Linked DNA regions of Sus scrofa: region 2 is linked to region 1. Evidence: chromatin contacts called from public Hi-C data. All regions are on one chromosome and are shown on one strand. The core of a region is the stretch at or near the end of the contact, and the rest is flanking DNA. Distances in the headings are between cores, read along the strand shown. Region 1 has its middle 76 kb from the start of ARHGAP29. Region 2 overlaps ABCA4 (retinal-specific ATP-binding cassette transporter).

The links. A called contact is a pair of places that touch in the nucleus more often than the background predicts.
Region 2: a Hi-C map of retroperitoneal adipose tissue shows a contact between it and region 1, with 1.8 times the contacts expected there. The contact joins two enhancer-like sites. A contact is called at or near these places in 1 of 5 promoter capture datasets (liver), 22 of 47 Hi-C or Micro-C datasets (adipose tissue, alveolar macrophages, blood and 11 more) and 1 of 2 datasets of contacts at active chromatin or transcription factors (skeletal muscle).

What each region holds. Positions count from the first base shown.
Region 1 is chr4:123,003,609-123,009,044 of Sscrofa11.1, reverse strand. No RefSeq gene overlaps it. Among named protein-coding and RNA genes, the nearest start is that of ARHGAP29, 76 kb to the left of the region's middle. Within about 2 kb of position 2,779, at least 38 of the 83 cell types and tissues checked have an H3K27ac peak or open chromatin away from gene starts, as enhancers often do. A contact at or near this core is called in retroperitoneal adipose tissue, where this site is marked.
Region 2 is chr4:123,259,028-123,264,474 of Sscrofa11.1, reverse strand. ABCA4 (retinal-specific ATP-binding cassette transporter) reads right to left here. Exons shown (of 51, transcript XM_021090184.1): 12 at 4,420-4,625; 13 at 3,622-3,798; 14 at 1,373-1,595. Among named protein-coding and RNA genes, the nearest start is that of ABCA4, 59 kb to the right of the region's middle. Within about 2 kb of position 2,519, at least 8 of the 83 cell types and tissues checked have an H3K27ac peak or open chromatin away from gene starts, as enhancers often do. A contact at or near this core is called in retroperitoneal adipose tissue, where this site is marked.

The DNA.
Region 1 (5,436 bases), core at 1,530-4,029:
CCCGTGCATCTTTGAAAGGGACACTGATGTCATAAATAACGTTTACAGGGAGTGTCTAATAACTCTTTCTTACGGTGTCGCTCGAGGAGCCTTCACTTAGGGCCTAACAGCAAAGTTCAAGATCGTACTTGAACTGAGGGAACAGAGTAATGTCGCCCAAATATGAAGTTCTTTATCTGATTTGATCCAAAGAGAAAATTTTAAATATCTAGGAAAAAAAAAAAGAGTGCTTCCTCCCATCTGTATAATTTTCTCCAATGAAACGTCAGTAAGAATCAAGCGTCAGGGAAGTCAAGGATAAATTGTTTGGCAGAGACCTAACATGTATAATCTCTGTATTTCATTTTTTCTTTTTTTAGGGCTGCACCTGCGACATATAGAGGTTCCCAGGCTAGGGGTCCAGTCAGAGCTACAGCTGCCGGCCTACACCACAGCCACAGCTACGGCAACGGGAGCTGAGCCTTGTCTGCCGCCTACACCACAGCTTATGGGCAACACTGGATCCTTAACCCTTTGAGCGAGGCCAGGGATCAAACCTGCATCCTCACAGATACTAGCCAGGCTCAGTACCACAGAGCCACAATGGGAACTCCTAAACTCTGTATTTCTGGTAAGATGCAAGTGTGTAACCAGGAGTGTGGTGAATGCTTATGAAAAGGCAGATCCCTAACCAGGCCAGGTGCCTGCATCGACCTACCTCTGTCAAGAGGCCAGCTAAGGCGCACCCCTGGGCGCGAGCCAGGTCTCCTTCAGAAAACAGCTCACGTTTGCTCTGACACGAAAGCAAAAGCACAGCCGGAGCCCCGTGGGACATGACCACCAAGTGACATAAATAACAACCCTCCCACAACTCGATCATATGTTCCACAGTTTAGTTTTCTATAACCCTGTTTTGCTTTATTCGTCCTCTGCCTCTCCACCCATTACAGCAGAGAGTGGAGAAGCGACTGTTAAAAACAAAATCAACCTGCAGAGAAAAAGTCATTTTGGATGAATGACTGCGGCCTGAGGCTGCTGGCTTAGTGTTTAATTTGGCTCCTTCTCCATCCAGTCCTGGGCAGGAGATGGGTCACCCCATATAGCTTCCGCCACCAGCAGGATGATTTTGTTTTTTAGAAAATATGTTCCCTCGGTAAGCTGTCCAAGTGAGTTGTGCTTAAGGTATGCGTTATTCAGAGGGAGAAAATATTTCCAGCACGGCTTGAAGTCTTTATTCCTGACAACGCACTAAGAATTCAACACAGTAATCTTATTGTTTTAGCTGTTGCTTTTACCATTACTCATGCAACACGACTGGGAAAAAAACTAGTGATGACTTTCCCCTCCTCCCCATGTTTTGTGTGTGTGCATTTTTTTTTTTTTTAAACTTTTGGTTTGGGATGAATGCACCTAACAACCCACCATCTGGTGTCCAAATATTTTTACAGACATGAGTCCAAATACCACAGAATCGTGGCCACAGCTCAGGCTATGTGGGTCTTTTTCTCAGGCAGACAGACTTTTTATTAAATGTGATTATACTTGAACCAGGAGAATCTCAGCCAGCAGATTCAGCCTTGAGATGAGAACTCACTATGTTGCCCAATATTTAAAAAAAAAAAAAAGGCAGATGGGAGAACTCCCCCTGGAGCAAATTTCGATTTTAAAAAATGAACTTTTATTTTTGTTATCATCGTCAGCAGTAGACAAATGGAATCAAAGTGACAATGCCTGCTGCATTCCTGCCCTCACCGTCACTGGGGGAAGAAGATAAGGTGCAGCCTGCTCTGTGGGAATCAAGTTTCAGTCGTCAGGTGTAATCAGAACCGTGGTCTTAAAACAAAGGCCTACACTCCGCCTCCTCCCTCAGTCAGTCCGAGGACTGATCACTCCCCTCCCGCCCCAGCCCCAACCCTGGGCACCCCGAGGAGAAAGAAGGATCAGATCTGCAAGAGCAAAAACACCCAAACCGGACAGCAGTGCCTGTACCCCATCTGTATGCCCAGGATCAGTGACCCCCCCATGTGCTGCTGGGCGCCCCACTGCTCCGATGGAATCCTGGCAGGAGGCTTTTAGAAAACAGGGCTTGTAGTTTTCCAAAATTAAGATTTCCCTCTTAACCCTCTGCAAAGAAACTTGGTTACTGGGTCTGTGCAGCGCGATGGAGTTCCTAGAACACCACCACGTCATGATGGGGGAAAGGATTCTTTTTTCCCCGAAAGAAAAGAGAGGGTGCATTTGCTCAAAAGGCCACCCAGAGTTTTCGAGCCCAGAGAAAATTAATCTGGTCAGGGACTGCGCCCCATCATTAAAATCTGTTATTGCTGGATTGCCTCACAAAACTAAAAATAAGGACAAACAACAACAATAACAACCACAAATGACTTAGGCTTGCTTGCAGCTTCCAGCTTTGCCAGTGAAACTAATTGGAAGGGTCATTAAACTGTCCCGGACCTCGGCCTGTCCCCGGTGTGTTTGGGGTAAGCCTGTCCCAGAAGGGCTGGATCTCAGTGCAGCTGCCCTGGAGGGACAGGGAGGGGTGATGCTCCCATTTCGGCGATGGGCAAACCAAGGAACAGCCAGGCCGCGGTGCCGGGGTCCCTCAAAGTCACTGGTGAGCGGCGGCAGGTCCGAAGAAGTGGAGGAAGTGTAGACGTGGGTGATAAGGCGATAACCCAAGGAAATTAAAACCTCGTCGTGTGGGAAAAGAACAATTAGCCAGGACAGAGGAGCAGGAAGGAATACAGAATGAATTACAATCGGAGGAAACGAGCCAGCAACAAAAGAGGCCTGGCGGGGTGGGGGCCTGAGGAGGCCAGCGAGGCCTTAGGAATGCTGGCTTTCCTTCGGGTTCTGTCAGGGCCTTATTGTTTGGTTGCTGTGGCTCCTAACTTAACCCCTTTTCTACCTCGAAGTGTCAAACTTGCCGGCAGCTCTCTCTTCACGCGGTTCTTTGAGATTGCTTCATGAACACTGCAAATTCCAGATGGGAAACTCTTCATGACTATCTCAGAGAAAGGGCAACAATTGAAGCTTGGATGGGTGAGCAAAGTAGTCCCACCAGAAGCCACCGGAAACATCTAGAGCACAAGTATCAGCGAGCGTAGACGGTTTAAGACCAAGAAAAAAGTGTGTGTTCATGAGATCCCCTTTTCAAAGAAAACATGTGAAAGGGTTTGCAACTAACATCAGGATGATATCAGTGTTTAAAACTAATGGGATGGAAGATTCTTTAACTAGTGGGAGGCGGTGGGGAGAAAGTACAATTGTTTTATGACAATAAGAATTTGCTTATTCTTTAAATTGGTATGTTTGCCACACATGATTATTGCCCCCCCCCAAAAAAAAGACCATGGGCCCAAAATAAAACTGTTTTTTGCGTCATTTCTAAAAGTTGATTGGCAGAAAGCTAAGAGAAAGGGCGACCCCAGTCAACCAAGATGTTAAAATCCTGGGAGAAAGGCACATAGGGATGAACGCAGCAGCTGGAGTTCTTGAGACGAGGGCAGGGAGTTGGTTAGGAAGAAGACGCGGATGCTAAATAGAATTAGAAGAACCAGCTACTATTACAAAGGGTTGATTGAGGGGGCAGAGTGGACAATAAGGCAAATTAAGGATTCTTGAAAATCCTCTGTGTCCAGGAAATGAATTAACTGCTCAAACTAATAAATAAGGAAGGATCGCATGAGAATAGCCAAAAGTTACCATGGAAAAGAACAGAAGCCTCTTGCTTTATAAAACCAGCACACTTAAAAAGAAGATTAAAAAAAATACCAGGGAGAGGCGCTTTGAAACAATACAAAGAGGATGTAAAAGTGAACGGAGAAAATCTAAAGTAGCTGGTGATGGAAGGGCAGCCTCAGAAAGAGCCACAAGAATAAAAGATTGTTTAACTGCCTTGCAGTGGTCCTGGGCGAGGGGAACATCCAGGAACTGGGGAACATTGACCTAGGTTTTACTTTAGTTTGTTTCAGTTTAGTTTTTTGTCCTGCCTTCATGAGGCCAGCAAAAATGTATCAGAAATGGAAACAGTGTCGGAAGAGTGATAAATTAAGGGCAATTAGGAATTCCCGCCAATAAATTACGATGACTCAAGAAGAGACAACCCCTGGGTGGGAGGAAAAGCTGCAGAGATTAGTGCTGCCTTAATGCAGTGTTTGGATGGCTTCTTGGAAAGACAGAACACTTGGGGAAATCAAAGCCAAGTAAGTCTAACACGTTTCTGGAAATGGAGCAGGGAGGAAGCAGAGAATTGCTAGCGTTTACCTCTCAACTCAAGAGCAGCTGAAGAATTTAAAGTGTGAAGTTATCAGGGTAAAGTTACCAAATGCCGAAATGTATCTGAGTTCAGAAAGCTAGAAAATGATCTAGTTTTAAGAAAACTTACCTCAATGAACATTCTTAGGGTTTTTTGAGACATTTATAAGAAGGCTGGTAGCTGAAGCTTGATTGGCATCTCCATCATTTTCTACAAATATTACTTGTTAACTCACGTCATGCTAGAGACTGGTAAGAAGGTTAACAGCAGATGAAGGATCCCCCTCTCCCTCAATTCTAACATCTGTGTTAGAAGGAGCTGACATCAGTGTAGACATGAAGCTTCCTGCAAGCGTGGGCGTCGAACAATAGGAAAAAGCACATGCATGGTTCAGCGCATGCGTGAATGCATCTCAGATTCACTTAAAAAGAGAAGGCTTCACGGAAGAGTCGTACGTGAGGAAATCCTCAATGAGAGATGGGGGGACAGCAGTTTGCTTGGCAGACAGGGTATTTCTGATACAGAAAGAACCTCCTCAAAGGCCCAGGGCCAAGAGTGGGAAATCCCCCTGAGGACTGCTGAGCAGGGCTTGGTACGAGCACAGTTTGGGAGGGAGTGGTGGGGAAGAGTAGGTATTCTGGAAGGGAAGGCAGTGTTGAGCATGGGCTCAAGACAAGGGGTGTTTGAAGTTCAGCTGCATAGTTGTAAACCTCTGTGCCTTAGTTTGCTCATCTCGAAAACGAGATTTTGGAGTTCCCGTTGTGGCACAGTGGAAATGAATCCAACTAGGAACCATGAGGTTGCGGGTTCAATCCCTGGCCTCGCTCAGTGGGTTAAGGATCCAGTGTTGCCATGAGCTGTGGTGTATAGTCGCAGACATGGCTGGGATCCCTGTTCTTGTGGCTGTGACGTAGGCCACTGACTACAGCTCCCATTCGACCCCTAGCCTGGGAACCTCCATATGCCTCGGGTGTGGCCCTACAAAAGCGGGAAAAAAAAAAAAAAAAAAAGAGAGAGAGAGAGATTTTAATAGAACCGAACTTAAGGATCATTCTAAGAGTTAAGAGAGATGATGTGTGGGGAAAAAAAAAAAAAAAAAAAAAGGACTCCAAGAATAGCTATCGTGAATGAATGGCGGTCAGTCCGAGAATGAGAATCCACACCTTCCCAAGCTCCTGCTCCGTCATCTCTGGCTGACT
Region 2 (5,447 bases), core at 1,270-3,769, 260 kb before region 1:
CATGGCTGTAGCCAGACGGTGTACGTGTTCATGCACTTTGCGTAAGTCAGATGCTCATGCATTTTGACTGCTTTCATTCTGAGGGCACAAAATGTCCTAGCAGCGGGGAAAGGAGCAGACTGAAGAATGGGAAGGAACAAGGGACCCCTAGAGGAAGACAAGTTTCTCAGCGCCTCCCCTCAAATCTGTGTTAACCTGGGACAACAGTGTGTGTTTGAAGCCACTTCTGGGTCCAGTTAGACTGGGCAGACAGACCTCCACATCAGCTGGTTTGGGTAGGCCTCTAGGACAGGGTCTGGCTAAGGCCACAGCTCACAGAATCTCAGCGAAACACTTACACCCAAATCCTCCAGATGTCATACATTTTACTGCAAAAAGAAGGGGCAGGATTTGGCTTAACTGGCTATGGGCTGGTTGAACAGGGTATGTAGCGGAACATTCTTGGGTCAGGTAGGCACCAGGTATGGTGCAGCATAAGGCGGGACACACTTAACCTGAATCTGTGTCAACACACAGAGCGGTTAGTGCAAGGAGCTCTGAACATGATGATGGTACAGAGGCAGAACAAGCTTGATGACACTGTCTCAGAAGCTTGCAAACCCTGAAGTCTAAGGCTTATACCAAATCCCAAAACTACCTGTGTTTATGTCCCATCATTTAACAAGCACAAAAGACCACCTACTGTGGAAGAGTTCAATATGAAGCAGAGCAGAGTATTATGGAGTAATGTTTTGTTTCCAAATCTAGCTTGTAAGAGGGCTGCAAGTTTGCAGAGGATGCTATCTGTGCCTATACAACTGTAACTGAGAAAGGATGGACTCCGAATTCCACGCTTTCAAACGGTGACGTCTTAGGTTGTAGGCAGCAGAATGTTCTCTGGTCAAGTCATGGATGGTGTGACCATGTTGGTGATGAAAGAACAGACTGGATCTCCTCTCCTAATGCACTGAAAAGGCTCTCGACGTTCCCACCCCAGCTGGTGGTTGGGACAGTAATCCCAAGAAAACACACTTGGGATTCATTTCTCCTCTGTTTGAAGAGAGAGAACCCTTTGCACGTATAATCGCCCTCTGCTGGGCTCTGCTGACACCCGCTTCTCCGGAGGGCTCATCTGATGGGGTTGGGCCATCTATGCAGATTGTGCCTCCAAAGGTAGGAAGTGGGAGCGGGGAAGATGTTATGATCCAGTGGCTCCTTGGGGAAGCCTCTGTCTCTCCCAGTGTCTTCCGCCTTGGCCGAAATGGCCAGGCAATTACACGTCATTCTCTCTTTGGTGCCAGATAACCAATCTAGGCAAGATTTCATTAACAAGAGGAAAAGTGGGAGCAACAAAACTGTTCACGATTTTCTGGGCCTTCTCCTTCCAGCTTACCATGATGAAGAGTGTCAGGAGGCAGATGCTCATCGACATGATAGAAAAGCTGTCCAGGAACCAGGTGCACCAAATCACGGCATTGGAGACACCCTGGTTTTTCAAGGTCTCCTTCAGTCGCAACTCCTTCTCCAAGACGATGCTCTTTACGGTCATGGAGACGGAGTAGATCCAGGCCAGCACCATGAAGACAGGGAAGCAGCGGTTCAGGATGATCATAAAACTAAAGCGAAAGGAGAGAAGCAGAACAGCAGATGGCCTTGCACCTGGTGGAGGTGCCGCAAGTGTTTGTTGAATGAACGTATCAAGGACAAAGCCCAGGGGGAGGGGACAGCAAAAAAATCCCCAGGGAGTATTCAGTGGACTTGAGTCTTTAAAAACATCGCACTAGGCTGCAAGGGATTACTTTTTCTTTAGAGTAAGATGGTAGCCTTTTGGTTGGCCCAGGCGAAAGCTCTATGCGGAAATGTGTGGATAAAACTGTACTCTGCATGTTACGCAGGACAGACATTCTTCCCAGATCTCAGCTAGCGTTTTGGTTAGTTCAGATGAGTGGCCTCTGAGTGTAATGCGTAAATAAAATTACACCGTGTCTGTGACTTGGCACAGACCTTCTGGGAGTATCTCCCAGAAAGGACGGCAGACTGTGCTGGGGGAGGTGACAGCAACAGGCAGATACATCAGATTGACACTGAGGCCCAAGCCCACGGACTAAGGGAATGGTGGTGGTGAGGTCAGAAACCGGGCTCCCCGGTGAAGCACTGTCTACCTTGGAGGATTGAACCCGTTACACAGGAAGAGGCACAAGATAACTAGTCAGAGTGGCACTTCCAGGAGGCGACTGACTCATCAATAAATCGATGGTGATCCAGAGTCACTGACTCCACCAGTCGCACCCCAGTGGAGTACACCCAGGGGTCTTCATTCCAGCAAGCAGGGTGCATTGGATATTCTGGAATTACTGCACTGTGAACTTTGCGCATGTTTTCCAGGTGCTTGATGTGCTAATAAAGCCCTTTAGATTATTACCTATTGAAAACTGTTGCGTGTCACAGGAAGAGCCCAATTTCAGCGTGGGAGGGTTTCACTCAAGATGGCCCCAGGGGGAGAACCATCAATTATCCAACCTGCCCTTTGGGGACCTGCCACCAGGGGGCTCTCCCACACTGAACGCCCAGAATCCCTGCTGCGGCCTTATGGTCAACCCCACTTCCCCGCCAGTCACTCCTATTCTGATCTTAAAAGTGGAAAAGGGCTTTTGCCACTGCCTCCACTTCCCATCTCTGCCTACTGTCCAAACCCAAACTGACAGCAGAACAGCTCCCATTAGCTCCTTGGCCTGCTGTAGAGCAGAGGAAGGAATTTGGGAGGTTACACCCACACTGGGCTTTATTTTACCGCCTGACCAGCCGGCAATTCGATCCGTCCTTTCCCTGGGCTGTGCTCTCTCCTCCCTGAGTGACCCCCCGCCACACACACACACACACACACACACACACACACACACACACACTATGGTGAGCGTCCCAGTTTGTTCCTAGAAGTTGAATCCTTAAGGCCGTCGCAAACCTCTTGCTGCTAGCTGGGATGCAGAGTGCCCATCTGCCATGGACGTGAGCCCTCCCAGCCCCTCTCCCGCTCCGTCTCCTTCTACCACCCCTCAAATGCACGTTCAGAAAGCAGCAGGCTACTTGCTTGGCCTGCTACTGGCCAGCAAAGGCACAGGCCTAGGGTGGGAGTGGGCGGGGTGGGGGGGGCTGGGGGGGGGACCGCCCAGCTCATGCAGCACATGTCTCCACCTTCTCAGGAAGCAGACACCGTGGGAATGCCAGTTAGGGAAGGCGCAGCATTATTCCAAGCCTCCTAGGAGCCGGACCTACTTGTGATGCAGAGTCCTAATTGCCGATTTGGCAAATCCCTGGGCAAACACTCTGACCTGAACCCTTCCACATACCAAACCTGCTACGTAGTGGAAATTTTCAAAGCCTTTGTTCCCTCCCCCGACCTCACTTCCCCGGCCTTCATTTTCACCTTCCCTTTTCCACCCACCCCACCAACTCCTCTCTCCCATGTGGCCCTGCTTGGAGCCAGGGAGAGGCAGGCTCGTCCAGCAGAGCTCCGTTCTCCTCGGCTTGGCCCCAGGACCTGGGTTTTCCCCCAAAGAGACGGAGGCCTGGGGAGCAAGGCCACCCGCCCTGCCCCAGCAGCCTGGTTAGCTCGTTCTGGAGGGGTTGGGACCTCGGACTCACGCGTCATCCACGAAGCAGGGGTAAGGCATTTGCTGGAGATAGATGCCGACGGGCACCTCGGCCTGGGCCTGGCTCCTTGTGATCCCCTGTTCAACCATGTCCTGCAGGTAGGCAAACCCTCCCCAGATGTAACGGAAGTCTTCCACGGGGTCGGCTCTGGGGCCAGAATCCCAGTACCTAGGAGAGACCAGGAGACGTGAGGATGCTGACAGACATGGACAGCTCTCCTCAAGCTCAGGACTCCTCCTCGACGCCCCCCCACCCCCAACTTCAGTCCTCAACGCCCCCCTCCTTCTCCGCATGATCCAATCCTATTTCCTAGTTCATGGTCTACATCTGTTGCCAGGGTTAGCCACAGCGTGGCTTGTAATTGCTTTCATTCAAGGACTCTACCCTGAGCTTTACACATATATTATTTTCTCTTATCTAAGCTAATTTTACTGATTTATAGGCGGAGTCCTATCTCAATCCCCCACTCTGTCCCAAAAGTAGTTTCCAGTGACTGTGGGGAAACACCATTTGCAGAAGTTCCATGTTCATCACCAAATTGCACAAAGGCCATCCGGGGACACGTGCTGAGTTGAGGGGATCAAGACAGTGAGGCTGAGCCCTCCTGGTCCCACAGAAGAGCAGCCCCAACTGGCTGTCTTAGTTCTCTGATACCAAAGCGCTTCCAGGCCTTTCCGAGTAACCCTTCTGCCCCAGGAGGGGTGGGTGGCTCGAGCCCACAGGAGCCCCTTTCCTCCCCACACATTGTCGGGGATGCCCGGGGCCTTCTGCGACCTCCTGAGACATCACCTGTCTTTGATCTTGTTGGTTTTCTCCACCACATCTATGTCCATTCGGATCTTGTACCTCACGTGGGGTGGCAGGGAGCTGGTCCAAGGATACAGGTCAGGGAATACCACGCCAGCCCAGAACCTGTTTTCCTCCAGCAGAGACAGAGCTCGTTGGGTGAGCTGAAATTCATCATCGTAGCTTTCAAACTTATCCAGGATCAGGCACTGCGGAAAATCACAAACACTGAGAGAGGCTGAGGAGCACCCACTGCAAAGCAAGGTAGAGAATCGGGGCTGTGCTCCCGAGGATGGGTCAAAGGCAAGGAGGCCCTATAAACGTGATGTGTGCTTTACTCCAGAGTCTGGTGGCAAGTATTCGGTGTGTCTAGATTTGGGGTGAAAGGGGGCTTGGAAACGCTGACTCGCTCTCATCCCTGCAGATCTGGCGAGGCCCACGCTATCAGGCTGTCCGAGGCTGTGCAAACATGCACGTCGTCAAAACGACAAAAATACCCGCAGCTCTCGCTCCCCAGCATGGGGACTCAAGGGAGAGGGGTCACCTCGGATCCAGGCTGCTTTGAAGATCACAAAGCCTGCCAATAAAAGAGTTTTAAAGAGAGAGAAACGGCCCCAGCGGTGAACCTTCCTGCCTCTTCTCACACACACACACACACACACACGGATGGCCAGCTGAGGGAAGGACCAGGATGAAGGCGGAAAACAGCAGACAGCCAACAGGATCTCGCCAGAGAAATCATTGCCTACGACAAATTTATCACGGGTAACGAGGAAGGAGGAGGAATTTCTTAACATGTCTTTTTTCTCCTCATGGAAGAGAAAAAAAAATCATTATCAACAAGAGAGCACAACTCTGAATTTCATTTGATGTGAATATTGGGTTGCCGCCTGGCATGGTTTGTTCCAGGGTTACCCTGCGTCCCCCGGCTGGCATTTCCCTCAACCTCCTGCGGTGCCGGTGCTCCAGGGTGACTGCGTCCTGTTTCCTTCTTAGAGTGTAACTCACAAGAGTTCAGCTGGCTTTGTCTT